2 separate regions of the Mus musculus genome follow, and region 1 is linked to region 2. The links are chromatin contacts, called in public HiChIP or PLAC-seq maps. All regions are on one chromosome and are shown on one strand. The core of a region is the stretch at or near the end of the contact, and the rest is flanking DNA. Distances in the headings are between cores, read along the strand shown. Region 1 overlaps St6gal1 (beta galactoside alpha 2,6 sialyltransferase 1). Region 2 holds the start of Rfc4 (replication factor C (activator 1) 4).

The links. HiChIP or PLAC-seq counts read pairs in DNA pulled down with a chosen protein or histone mark.
Region 1: an HNF4G HiChIP or PLAC-seq map of pancreatic cancer cells shows a contact between it and region 2. The contact joins the enhancer-like site here to the promoter of Rfc4 in region 2. A contact is called at or near these places in 1 of 39 promoter capture datasets (macrophages), 1 of 15 datasets of contacts at CTCF or cohesin (the NIH/3T3 cell line), 1 of 484 Hi-C or Micro-C datasets (granulosa cells), 3 of 115 datasets of contacts at active chromatin or transcription factors (embryonic stem cells, pancreatic cancer cells and pro-B cells) and 1 of 9 other capture datasets (adipose tissue).

The regions. Positions count from the first base shown.
Region 1 is chr16:23,239,408-23,246,573 of GRCm38.p6, reverse strand. The region is part of intron 1 of St6gal1 (beta galactoside alpha 2,6 sialyltransferase 1); the gene reads right to left. Among named protein-coding and RNA genes, the nearest start is that of BC106179, 18 kb to the right of the region's middle. Within about 2 kb of position 1,898, at least 11 of the 459 cell types and tissues checked have an H3K27ac peak or open chromatin away from gene starts, as enhancers often do. A contact at or near this core is called in granulosa cells and pancreatic cancer cells, where this site is marked.
Region 2 is chr16:23,125,314-23,131,709 of GRCm38.p6, reverse strand. Rfc4 (replication factor C (activator 1) 4) reads left to right here and starts at 3,980. Exons shown (of 11, transcript NM_145480.1): 1 at 3,980-4,025; 2 at 4,169-4,310. The coding sequence starts at 4,180.

The sequences.
Region 1 (7,166 bases), core at 649-3,148, 120 kb before region 2:
ACAATGAGCCAACCACAGAAAGTGAGCAAAGATGGCTAAAGAAGAGAGCAAAGAGAAGACGCCTTTAAAGTGGGATGGGACAAGCAATTACATGAGTCCTACAGAGAAACAAGACAAGGCTCAAGATGTGACCACTGCATTTGGCAGATGATGGATGGCCCAGATTGGTAGATGCTTGGGGAGACATAGGCTTAGGTGGGAGTGAGTGAAGAGAAGCAGCAGGACAGGAAGATACAGACGAATTTCACTAAAGGGCGTAAGAAACCAGAGGGAATGTACCATATACTCAAACGGTAGGATAGAGACAGGGCAGCCATTCAGAGATAGGTAGATGAATAGACGGTAGACGGTAGGTAGATCCATTATAGAGACGGGGCAGGGCAGGGGGAATATCACAACAGAGAAATAGTATTGCTGAGAGAAGGAAGAGCTGCCAGAGCCACACCCTTAATGAAGACAGAATAATATATATTCACGAATAAAGAGGGCGAGTCAGTAGGACTGCAGTGGTTTGGATAAGAGTGGCCCCCGTGGGCTCACGTATTTTAATGCTTAGTCACTAGGAAGTAGAACTCTAGGATGGTATTGGAAGGATTAGGGGGCGTGGAGGAAGTGTGTCACTGACGGTGGGCTTTGAGGTTTCAAATCTCCAAGCCAGGCCCAGGGTCTTTTCTCTCTTGGCCTACAGGTCAGAATGTAGCTTACACACTTCTCCAACATACTTGCCTGCCACCGTGCTCCCTGACATGATGTAAGGCTTAAAATCTGAAACTATGAGCAAGCTCCTAACTCTAAATGCTTTCTTTTTATAGTTGCCAAGGTCACAGTGTTGCTCTTAAGAGCAATAGAACGGTGACTAAGACACAGCAGCATCCATGGTAATGGGAAGGAATGAGGACCACGCGGACACAGCTCTGGTGATGGAGATGCATTAAGGTCTCATTATCGGTGTCTCCAAAAGCTCCTAAGTTGAATTCCTAACATGCAGTACAATGGCCTTAGAAGCTGGAGCTGATGAAGTCTGAAAGGCTCGTCACTGATGGTGTTAGTGTTCTTGTAGAAGAAACCCGAGTGAGCCAGCAGCTCTTACGTATACCAGCTGGGAACTAGGAAGTGATTTTCTCAATATCTTAATCGTGGCTTTCTCAACCTCAGTTGACACTGCTTGTTACAGTGACCTGAACTGACTAAGACACATGACACCAATGCTTCTCTTCAGGCAAATGTGAAGCAAGGTTGCTAGGTAAGAGTAAGACAGTAAACCCTAGGCCGTGTGGTTTCAGTGCATGCTTTTAATACCAGCACTTGGGAGACAGAAGTAGTTCCAGGACAACGTGATCTACATGAGCGAGTTCCAGGACAGCCAAGGCTACACAGAGAAACCCTGTCTCAGAGAGAGAGACAGGCAGACAGAGACAGAGAGACAGAGAACCCTAGCTATCAAGAAGGTGATGTGAGCCTTCTGAAGAGAAAGAAGAGAGCATAAAGAAGAGAGCAGACAGCAGAACAATGGTTCCTGTCCACGACTGCCTGGGGAACAACTGCCGAGTTTTAAGAAAAGGCTAGTGCCCAGAACCACCCTACAGAGACTTCAATTTCATTAGCTTAGGGCAGAATCGAGACTACATTGAGATATACTAACAGAAGCCAGAGGTAGGACACAGGACCAAGGAGATGGCATCTGAGCTAGGGAGACCAGCAGGATGGAGGTGAGTCACCATGTCTCGCCTTTATTTCCTTTGTGAGGCAGGCATGGTGCAGACTGGATTTAATTGGACCGAATTAGAGAAACACAAAGCCCTGTACTCTGCCTGGGCAGGGAGTGGAGCCCAGCAACTGAAGATGCCCTACATTTGCTCTTCTCCTCATCAGCTAAATGACCCGTAACAGCCTTGTAGATCTTATGTTTCTGTCTCAAATAACTCATCAAATGCCCGCCCCAGGGCGTGCGCCAAATTGTTAGTAGATTACTGAGACCTTGAATCCCCCAGTTCTTCTTGACATTAAATGCAGCCTGCGATGTCCCTGAACTTTCCAACAACAGCAGACATCACTCTTGCCCACTTTCTCTCTCTCTCTCTCTCTCTCTCTCTCTCTCTCTCTCTCTCTCTCTCTCTCTCTCTCTCTCTCTCTCTCTCTCTCTCCCTCCTGGATTGTGAAGCTCCTCCTGCCCACACTACCTGAATCCTGCTCTGCCTCTGGAAGCTCTGCATCTGTAGATCTTGTCTAATGATGAATCCCCAGGCCCCCACTCCTTTGGAAAGCCCCCCTCTGACCTGAACCCTGAGCTGACAAGTAGCCCATAATGTTCTCCTATAATCAACCTTGGCGGCATTCCTGCCAGTGTTGATCCACCAGCTGGGAAGAGGCTGTAGACCTTGTCCTAACGCAACCTAGGTGGACTCAAATGCCAGCAGGAGTAGATGCCCTAAAGGGTTGCTTGTCAAGGAAGCCACTACCTCATGATGTCTAGGGCCAAATTCCAACAGTGACCATCATATCTGGTCCCACTATTTCCTCCTGATTCCTACCTTAAATGTCTGGAAAACTCTTTTTGGAGGGAGAGTTTCCTATCTCTTCTCTGGCCTTGTCATTCTCCCTCCTCCCTCCGCAACTGGTCCATCTCTTATGCTCCACTACACACGGCCCTCTCTCCTCACAGACTGACAGCTCCTCCAGAAATTGTTTCTCCTGCCTTTGTCTGTGCAGTGCCTAGCAGAATCTGGTCCACTGGGTGAGCAACAACTGAGAATAACCATTGAAAAGAGATGCCGCCTTGAATTTTGTAGTTAAAGCCACACTTTATGTAAAGAAATGTGATTTACAAGTTAAATAATGGAATAAATGATTTGATATAGTTAAGTAGATACAGTTATAAAAGAAAGAAAGGGAAGAAAAAAGGGATAGTATCAGGTTACAAAGTCGCTCTCCCCAAAACATTATTTCAATCACTTTTTCAGGGTCGGGGAGGTGGCTCAGCAGTTCTGAGCACTCGCTCATGCAGAGGACCTGTGTCTGACTCCTACATGGCAGCTCACAAGCAGCCATCACTCCAATTCCAGGAAATCAGATGTCATCTTCTGACTTCCTTGGGTACCAGGCGTGCATGTGATGCACAGACACACATGCAAGCAAAACATTCATAACCATGAACTAGAGTAAATAAATCTAAACGAAAGGATCACACTTTCTAAGTGGGCTGACATGACAAATCTTCCAAACTCATCGTGGTAGCTGCACTAGGAATGGCCCCCACAGACTCATGTGCTCAAATGCTTGGCTCATGGGGAATGAGTGCCACCATTAGGAGGTGTGGCCTTGTTGGAGGAGGTGTGTCACTGTGTAGGCAGGCTTTGGGGTCTCCTATGCTCAGGTCCACTCCTGGCTGCCTTCAGATCAAGATATAGAACTCTCAGCTCCTCTAGCAGACACTGCCATGCTCCCTACCATGATGATAATGGACTGACCGTCTGCAACTGTAAGCCAGCCCTAATTAAATGTTGTCCTTTACAAGAGATGACTTGGTCATGGTGTCTCTTCTCAGCAACCCTAACTAAGGCACTAGTCATGTCCACTTCTATTGCTCGAGTGGTCAATGGAATTAAAAAGAAGGCCCAGCTTCCACAAGCACTGCCTCAAAGGAAGAACACATGCTGGACTCTTCTGGAATGCAAACATGATTGTTGCTACTTGGAAACAGGAAAATTGAATCCACATACCCACTCCCTACAGAATGAAAGAAAAGAAAACACTATGATGACGTTGAAACTAGAAAGTAACAGCTTTAATACTCTCTTCCCTGACTCTGGCCCTTCTGCCTACACTCTGTCCTTCCTTACGTGGCCTCCTTTCTAAAGTTTGCCCCCACTCACACCCATTGACCTAGGGCACATATAGACTACAGGACAGAAGCCGAATATGAGGACAGACATGTGGCTTGTTGCCTTTCCGAGGTAAAGTCACCTCACTCAACATTATACTTTTCTGGACCTTCCATTTTCCTGCAACTTACTTTCTTTCTTTCTTTCTTTCTTTCTTTCTTTCTTTCTTTCTTTCTTTCTTTCTTTTTTCCTTCACAGCTGTATAGTATCCCGCTCTGTGAAAGTTCCACATTTTCATAATCCATTCATCTGTTGAATGCCATCTAAGTTGATTCTGTTTCCTTGCTACTGTAAAAAAGAGCAGCAATGAACACAGATGGAGGTTCAAGTATCTCTGTGGTAGGGCATAGAGTCTCATTGCCCAGGAGGACAATGGTGGGGCAGCAGGAGGCCTGTGATTGGACAGGGAAAAGGGAAGCAGAGTGAAGAGTTGCAGGGTCAGAGAACGACTCAGAGAGGAGAGAAAAGAAGCCAAGATGGAGGCGGACAGACAGGAAGAAGATCCTGATCTCACATGGTTTTAAATAGCCACAGGTAGTTATGAATATCATATAGGAATGGAATAATTGGGATAACTTGTCTGATCTAGGTGGGCAGCTTATATCATTATTGATTGGCTCTGAAATTATTGTGTGGGCATCTTGTGAATTGAGAATTTATTGATATATAAATCTGACTTAATTATAAACTTCTAGAGTTTTGTTTCTACCAGGTTGCTGGGTGTTGTGGTCGCTGGCTGAGGGGTAGACGGTCGTTGCATGGGGCTGGTATGGCAGCGAAGGGAACTCGGGAGCTCCGGCCCTGCCAGAGAGTTGGTGGGCAGAGAGTAGTTGGATGGAGCGTAGGAACTTGGCGGTTCTTTTTAAATATTTACGGCAATTTTTTAAAATTTATTTATTTGTGGAGTCTCCATTTATTTGCACCATGGCTGTATAATTTGGACTCGCACAGCAATGGATAATGGTTTCTCTTCCCCTACATCCTCTCCAACATTTGTAATCAGATATATTGATGACAGCCATTCTGACTAGGATGTGACAGTAAGTATCTCAAATCATTCCCCTGATGACTAGGGATGTTGAACACTTTTTAAAACATTTGCTGACCATTTGTGTTTCTTCTTTTGAGATCTACCTGTTCCTTTTTCTTCAGCCTATTGTAGATTGGCAGTTGTCTCCTGGGTCTCTGCCCCCCACCTCTCGTGTGTCTGTCTCTGCCACCACCACCACCCCTCTCTCTGCAGTACTTTGTAGATTCTGGATACTGAGTTGTGGTCTTTGAAACAGCTATTTGTTGATCACAGTCATGTGTCCAGCTCTACTTGAAGCATGCATGTCAATGCTATGATGTTGGAAGAATTACTGCAGACTAGGACGCAAAATGAGCATCTGAGAAGTTCAGTCTCCAAGTTCAAAGAGTTAACAACAAACAACACATCTAGAATTTAAACCCAAGTCCACCTAGCTGGAAAGCATGTGACTTTCCCCCAAAAGCTAAGGGCTTCCTGAGGAAGGGAGACTGTAAAGGTGACTGGGTAGCAGCAAACTGCTCAGCCTCATCCTGTTGAGTCACCAAGACGGTCCCTGAAGGCATGGGTAGGGCGGACGGACAGACGCTTCCAATGCAGGAGTGCTGCCCTGGGCGAGGCTGCAGGGCTCCTCTTTGCCTGCTCCCTCCCTTTCCCAAATGGACAGCCCAGAATAAGACATTCATTGTGAAGATGAAAAGAAAAGCAGCCACATGCCTCTAGCAGGAAGCCTCCCTCATCTGGGGGATTGATTGATTCCTCACACTATCATTAGCCTCCTCCAGCTCAGGCCCTGGGCCAGCAGCCTCCAGCCCTACAGCAAGCAGCATTTGTCAGAGCTGGCAGGCTGCCTCCTTCCCTCTCCCATCTGGAACAAACTCTGATATACTTGGTTCCCAAGGGGCTCAGACAAGCAAGGCTCCAAGCCTGGCTCCCCAGCATAGTTCACATGGAGAGCCACACCACACTTCCTCTTCCATTTCTGCTTGACTCTCCCTCCGAAGGTCGTAATTGACAGGTAGGAAAAAAGGACTCTTTCATGAGCCGAGCACAGCTGCAAGGTGGTGCTTGCCCCAGACGGCTACGGCTCCCTCTACCTGCTCTCCCGGCCTCCCCTGCAGGGCTGCTGTGCATGTGTCGAGGCCAAGCGTGGCCTATGACCACCAGGGTTGCTGAGCTCATTCCAGGAGACGCCCCAGTGCTCAGTCATGTGCTGGGCTTGAAGCTGTGCACAATACTAACCATCCAAGAAACCGCATTCTAACAAATAACTACGGTTCAAGAGATGAAAGAAATCCTCTTTTCTCTGTCAGCTTCAGGGCCTCATTTGGGCAAGGCTAAGGCTGTCTACCACTGAGCATGGTGACATAGGCCTGGCTCTCATAAGCTGAAAGATCGGTGGATTCAGACAGGTGGAGCCCTTCAACACTACGGGGTGCACTAGGTATTTACAGTAGTGTGGCCATGCCTACACATGTGGGCACACATTCCCCTATGCTAAGGCTTTTGAGCCTCCAGGCCATGCCAGGGCCCTCTCTATTCTTCCTAAAGTAGAAGGAAGATACTCCAGGCCACATTAAAACAGCCTGAGAGCTAGATGCCCTTCCTCCTGAATATAGTTTGTCCTCATAGGTACCCATACAGAATGAAGACTGCTACCACACATCCTGCCAACCCTATCCTGCCTGTCTCTTTCCCGACCACCAGCCTTTCCCAGATATGGAAGGGGAACTGCTTGCCTGGCAGTTCTCACATTCCTCCTTGTAGTACACACGTCTGGACACCCTCCTCCACCCTCGCTGAGCTGTTGACAGCCATCCAGACCAACTCCCTAGCCCAGGCATTCCCCAGCAAGCTGGAAGACAGGAGAAAGACTCCCTCACCAGGCCAGGCAACACAGGTGCCTGCCAAGCCCTCTCTGCCGCCTCCCACTGAAAGCCAGGGCTGCTTATCTGAATCAGGATGCAGAGTGTTGTGCCTCTTGACCAAGTCACTTATTTCAACACTTCAGGGACCCAGTCTGTGGCTAGGAGCACTCAGACACCTACCTGTGGGTGCTTCAGCCGTTGTACACCTTCGGGAAGGCAAAGCCTGTGTCCACAGTAGCAAACCCTCTATGTGGCTCTTCTATCTTTATGCATCCTGTAATATCTGTAGCCTAATTTAAACTTTAAAAACTCATGACACGCTGGGCGGTGGTGGCGCATGCCTTTAATCCCAGCACTTGGGAGGCAGGCGGATTTCTGAGTTTGAGGCCA
Region 2 (6,396 bases), core at 2,731-5,230:
AAAAGATTTGAAAATAAGAATACTAGAATAACAGAAGTACGGGTGAGCAATAAAATGAACTAGCAAGTATTATGCTCTCAGGCAATGTTTCCTCCATTGGCGAGGGCCTGCCTTCTGTTTACCTTAGCTCTGTCAGTCAGGATATTGCTGCCAGCTCCATCACACGCCTGCTGTGGTCACAGTCATCACCGACTGTGCTTAAAGGCAGCTCTGTGGTCTTCAAAGGTTCCTGGGATCATCTGACTATCCGTGGGACTGGTACATGTTGAACAGCTGCTACAGTGGGGGTAAACCGGTTGACTTCTGCCTTGGAGCCTTGCCTTGAATCCCACCCAGGTTGTTGACCCCTACGCACTTACCCATACTCAAGGCCTTTCCTCATAACTGCTCACTATTCTCTCCTCACGGGTGGTCACGTCACAAATGAAGATACTGTCCTAAACTATAGTGCCCACCATCTTCCTTAACTTGGTGCATAACTTCTTGTATCCCAAACAGCAGTTCTCCCGTGCCCACATCCCAGCAGAGTATATCTGAATATAATAATGCTTTCTTCTCCTCTGCTGTTTTCTGGAAGCCCTGTTAATTTTAATTTAGATGGATGGACGGACGGATGGACAGACAGACAGAATGCATGCTTGAGTGTACCCCCCACCCCACGCGCACTGGAGCACACCCACCTGCTTGATGGGGGCACATGTCCCTTGGTGCACACATGGGCATCAGAGGACAACTTTGTTGACTCAGTTTTCTCCTTCCAGCTTTACATGGGTACTAGGGATTGAACTCCCCTTTAATCAATGAGCCACTTCACTGACCCTTTCTACTGCCCTTCTTAGCTATGGGCCTGAAGTCCTTATATAGGAATGCCCAGTATAGAGCAATTATGCCAATAATCCCCACAGCTGAAAAGTAGTCTGGGCCGGGGCAGGGGGTGGTGGTGTAAAAATGAAGTGAGTGATGCTCCTGTGTTAGAGGTTCAAAAGTGCTAGGCAGATTTAGGTTGCTGCTATTCCTGACATTCTTGGTGCCAACACTTTGGAAATCACCATCTCTCTGTTCCCAGATGCCCTTAAGTCCACATTCTGTCCTGTGTGTCTCATCTCATCACAGGGGCCAGCCTTGCCTTCTGACATTCACATGTGATCTCATCTCAGATTCTTATTGTCCTGTTTGCTCCTGGTGACATTACCCAACAGGCTGAAGCTGCCAAGTATGAAACTGATCCCTGCATAGATAGATAAATAGGCAGACAGACTATCTAGATAGCTAGATCAATCGATCTGTAAAAGGGCCAAACGACCTTTTCGCAGGGGTCATATATCCTGCAGAACAGATATGTACAATTCATAACAGTAACAAATTACTGTTATGAAATAGCAACAAAATGATGCTTCAGCATTAGGTAGGTTGAGAACCACTGGCTTAGAGATGATGCCAGCCTCCTGTGGGCCTCTTACACGTGGTTTTTGTATTTGTTCATAAGCAGTGGGTTTTTCCTAGTAAAAGGTGTCAGAACACTAAGAATGAAGTTGTGAGAATTCTGTGTGCTTGTGGCAATACCCCAAGAAAAGACGAGTTTGTGATCCTCAGTTTCTTCAAAACACGGAACTGTTCTTGGAATGGGTTTCCATGCCCCTCCCAGGCGCACTGGGAGTGCATTCATTTCAAATCATTCATTACAACTGGCTACTGCTGTTTTCTGCCTCTATGGAAAAAAACATGTTTTTGCCAGGTGTGGCTTATCCTTATGATTGTACACTTTTCTCCTGTGCTTATTCTTAACTCTCAGGGTTATAAACTATCTGGTGCTCTGAATAAAGTTATTGCATGAGACTAGCCCACCTCATTTTAGACTTCATTCTCCCAGGCCAGGACCCATCACCTTTACAGTGGTAAACAGCATGGAGATTTTTCAGTTGGGCTATTCCTGCATAGTTTACGTTCTCATCCCCAGTCACAATAAGTGGGCTATTTTATGGAGGAAATTCAGTTAGAATAACAAATAGTGTAGTGAAAAGCAATGCACTCTGTCTTGTGCTGGGTAATTTGTAATGAATGTATACTTACTTAAGGCTTGTTTTCTGGTTCTGGAACTCGCTCTGTAGACCAGGCTGTCCTCAGATCAACTGCCTCTACCTCAGCCTCCCAAATGCTGGATTTAAGGCACATGCCACCCCCACGCCCAGCTATGCTTAGTTTTGTTTTGTTCTGAAGACTTTTTTTTATGTATACGGGTACACCGTAGCTCATCTTCAAACTGCAGCTGTCTTTAGACACACCAGAAGAGGGCTTCAGATTCCATGACAGATGGTTGTGAGCCACCATGTGGTTTCTGGGAATTGAACTCAAGACCTCTGGAAAGAGGTCAGTGCTCTTAACCGCTGAGCCATCTCTTCAGCCCCTCTACTGGAATCCCAGTTCTTAAATCTGGCAAGTTTAAGCTTAAGCACCATCTGGTAGGATCTCTTGCAGAACCATCTCAAGGGGGAACGAAAACCGAAAAGAACAAAGTCTCTTGTTATAGCATTAACCCTGGAATTACTGAGGACAACACCGGGGATTGATTACATTGAGGTTTTCCATCTGAGGTTTGGAGGAAGCAGAAACATTATGTCCACTAACCACAGACCTTATAAATACATAGTCCCAGACACCAGAGATTCTGACCTTGTAGGTCTGTTTTGGGACTGAAAGTGTACTTCTGCCAAACCCTGCACAGGCTTCTGATGAAATGCAGCCTTTTAGAATTTTGGTTCTAGAAAATGAGCACAATTAGACAAATTCTACTTCTGGTGGAAACAATGACATTTCATCCACTGTAGGGCAAAGGTTAGTTGAACCCCCTGAGGGCTCAGGGGTTCTATCCAGGAAGGGTGACTATCTTTCACTCCTGTGGCTGGCAAGTTCAGCTCCCAGCAATGCAGTTACTGGAGCAGTCGTCGCTGTTGGACTCGTGTGACAACCACCTCTGCTACCAAAGCTACACTAGGAACTTATTATGCTAACATGAGGACATCTAAGGGCAGAGGCTGGCTAAGAACTGAAAGATTCATTTGGACTAGTAAATCCTTCACAGGACAAGCTGTCTGCTGACAGTTGGTATATACTACAAAGCTTTCAAATTCTTTCTTTTTCGCTTGGTCCACCCCCCCCCCCCCCCAAGATGCTGGAACGCAAACTCCAGTCCTCTGGGAAAGCAGCAAGTCCTTTTAACTGATGAGTTTATCTCCTGCCCGATCACGAGGTTTTTGAGTGGGTCTCGGGAATTACAAAATGCCCATAGAAGATGGTCCTCCCTCCCTACAATAAGCTGATTTTACTGACTGTAAGACATCTGTCCCGGGCTGTGTGTGTTTAAGTATTCCGCTTGCGTGCAAGTACGTGCAGCACACGTATTCAGGGTCTGCAGCCCTGAAGGGAACGTTGGACCCCTGAACTGGAGTTCCAGTTGTGAGCCACCAGATGGCTATCAAAACCCCAAGTATCAAACCGAAGTCCTCCACAAAAGCAGTGAATGCTCTTAAACCGCTGAGCCTTCTCTCTAGCTTCACTTCTAAAAAGCAGTTTGCTCTGTGTCCTTGAATATCGGGGGCAGGGCAGTAGTTCGCACAGTGTCCCCTTCCGGCGAAGGGTCAAGTGAGCACGTCTTGGCCCTGACCTCCGGGCTGACGGACGATGGCAGCAAACCCAAGAAGCCACTGGCTTAATGAAAGCCTCTCCCAGCGTGGGCCCGCCCTAGGCCCGGTCCTTCGAGCAAAGCTTTCTCCTTAGGTCGGCTCCTCCCCGACCGCGCTCTGCAGTGTCTGCTGGGCCGAGGTCTGGCCGCGGAGTCTACACAGGATCACCTCCGCGGAACGCCCCAGATGCACCCAGAAGCCGAGCTTAGCCACCGCTAGCCAAAAAGGGAGCGCGTCACTGGCACCCGCGCGCCGGAAGTGACGTTATTGCGTGGCGCGCTCCCGCCATGCCTTTCGCCGCCGTTCTGTGGCGGGAACCGCGGTGCCAGGGGGACGGTGACGACTGTAAGTGATGGGTCTGAGTGTTCTCAGCCTTTTACAGGCTGGCGGGGACCGGGATGTGACCTCCGCCTTCCCTCTAGGCACAAAGTTAGGGGTCCTTTCAAGGGGAGCTGCCCCATAATGGTTTCTTTTTGTCTTATACCCAGGAGAAGAAGCCATGCAGGCATTTCTGAAAGGCACATCTGTCAGTGCCAAAGCACAACTGACCAAGGACCGGGGGACACCTGCCACTGCAGGAAGCAGTGGAGAAACCAAGAAAGTCAAACCAGTTCCTTGGGTGGAAAAATAGTAAGAACTGCTTGTACTTTTGTTGAAATAACTAATAAGTGCTAGTGGGGTTTTTTTTTTAATGTAAGGGGGACTTTGCTATATTTAGATCACACCTTTGAGGGGTAGGGGGACGCGGTATCACCCAATAATAAGTCTTAGTCCTTGGAGTGATACAGTAGTTGAATTTAATTCTTTAGTTATATAGATGACCTAAGATGTTTATAAAGTGTACAGTTTTAGAGCCCTACAGAAACGAAGAAAGCAATGTTTCTGTGAGCTGGCTATAAACACTTCCACTGAAATCTGACTTTTATCCTTGTATGTATATGGTGAAATTTGTTGGGATCTTGTTGTTGATGTTAAGTACCACTACATTGTCATTTGCTAGATGATACTAGAACCGTCAGCTACGTGGAACCTCTTTGATCACTAAGGATCTTCAGGTTATTTACAAGTCAAACAAGGTCCTCGTGTGTGTTATTTTGCTGTTTCAATATTATTGAGAAGTTCAAATATGAGTACTTCATCTATATCACCCCTCTTCCTGCCCCCAACTCATCCCATAGCCGTCCCCGCAGCAAAGCAAGTGGTGGTCCCATTCAGATCATCGGGCTTTGAAAGCTCGCACTTACCTGTTGGGAATCTCGCTAACCTTAATCTAGGCAAGCACTCTACCACTGTTCTATACTCCGGCCCATAGATCTATAGTTTTCACATGTTTAAAATTTATCGTTGAGGAAGGAGGATGCATGCCATCACAAGCATGCTTCGACTCCCAGGTGGAGTAAGTTCTTAGCTGCCCTGTGTATTCCGTGTGTCAAACTTGGATCATCAGACTTGGCAGTAAGTGCCTTTGCCTGCTGAGCCATCTTACCACTCCAAAACTACCTACCTACCTACCTATCTATCTATCTATGTGTGTATATGTATGCATGTGTGTGTATGTATGTGTGTGTATATATATATATGTATATGTATATATATATATATATATATATATATATATATAATTTTTTTTTTAACAAGGAGGTGGGGAAGGGAGGACCTAGGGTTCAGCTTCTCCAGTCAGACGGCTCTGGCTCCAAGCTCTCACATTTGCTCACTTTTATGCTGCCTCTCCTTTGGAGAAGCCTTCATCACCACGTGCCTGTCATACATCCTTGGACGGTTTCACTGTTACCTGCCTCATCCTGGCAGACCTTTATAGCACACGCAATGATTCTTGCCCAGTACCAACCTGATTAATTACGCTGGTGTGGATCAGAGAATTTGGGGCCAATAAAAGGGCTCAGTGGGTAAAAACACTTGATGTAGAAACCTGACAACATGAGTTTGGTCCCCGAACACGGTAGTAGAAGGAGAGACGTGACCTCTGATATTTGTTCCCTTTACATCATCTGTATGTGTTGCCCACAGGCACACACACACACACACAAAACAAATAAAAAATTTTAAATTGTTTCTAGTTAATGTGTTTGAGTGTTTGGCCTACACATATATTGCCTGTGTTCCATGTGTGTACCGAATGCCCATAGAGGCTAGAAAAAGGCGCCAAATACCATAGAACTAGAGTTATAAATAGTTGTGAGCTACCATGTGGGCTCTGGGAATTGAGCCCAGGTCCTCTAGAAGAGCAGCGGGTGCTCTTATCCACTAAGCCATGTCTGTAGCCTCAAAATAAAAGGATGTTTTGTTAATTTACTAGGTAGAAATCTCAGTCATAAAGTTTGGAAAGACAACTTTGTCATAGTTTCTCTTAAAATTACTAAATAATGGCAGGTGGCTCACAGCTTTAGTCACAGCACTAGAGAGGGAGAGGCAAGCAGATATGTGTGGTCCAGATAGGGGGTTCCAAGCTAGCCAGGGGTACACAGATATTTGTCTCAAAAAATAAAAATTAATAAGTGACTTAAAATCAAAATTATTAGCTGGTCCTGGTGGCGCATATCTTTAATCCCAGCTCTCAGCAAATTTCTGAATTTAAGGCCAGCCTCGTCTACAGAGCAAGTTCCAGAACCACAAGGGCTACACAGAAATTCTGTCTTGAAGAGGGGGGAAATGGTACTGACCATTTAATGTATTAACTGAGAAAGTGTGCTATTTA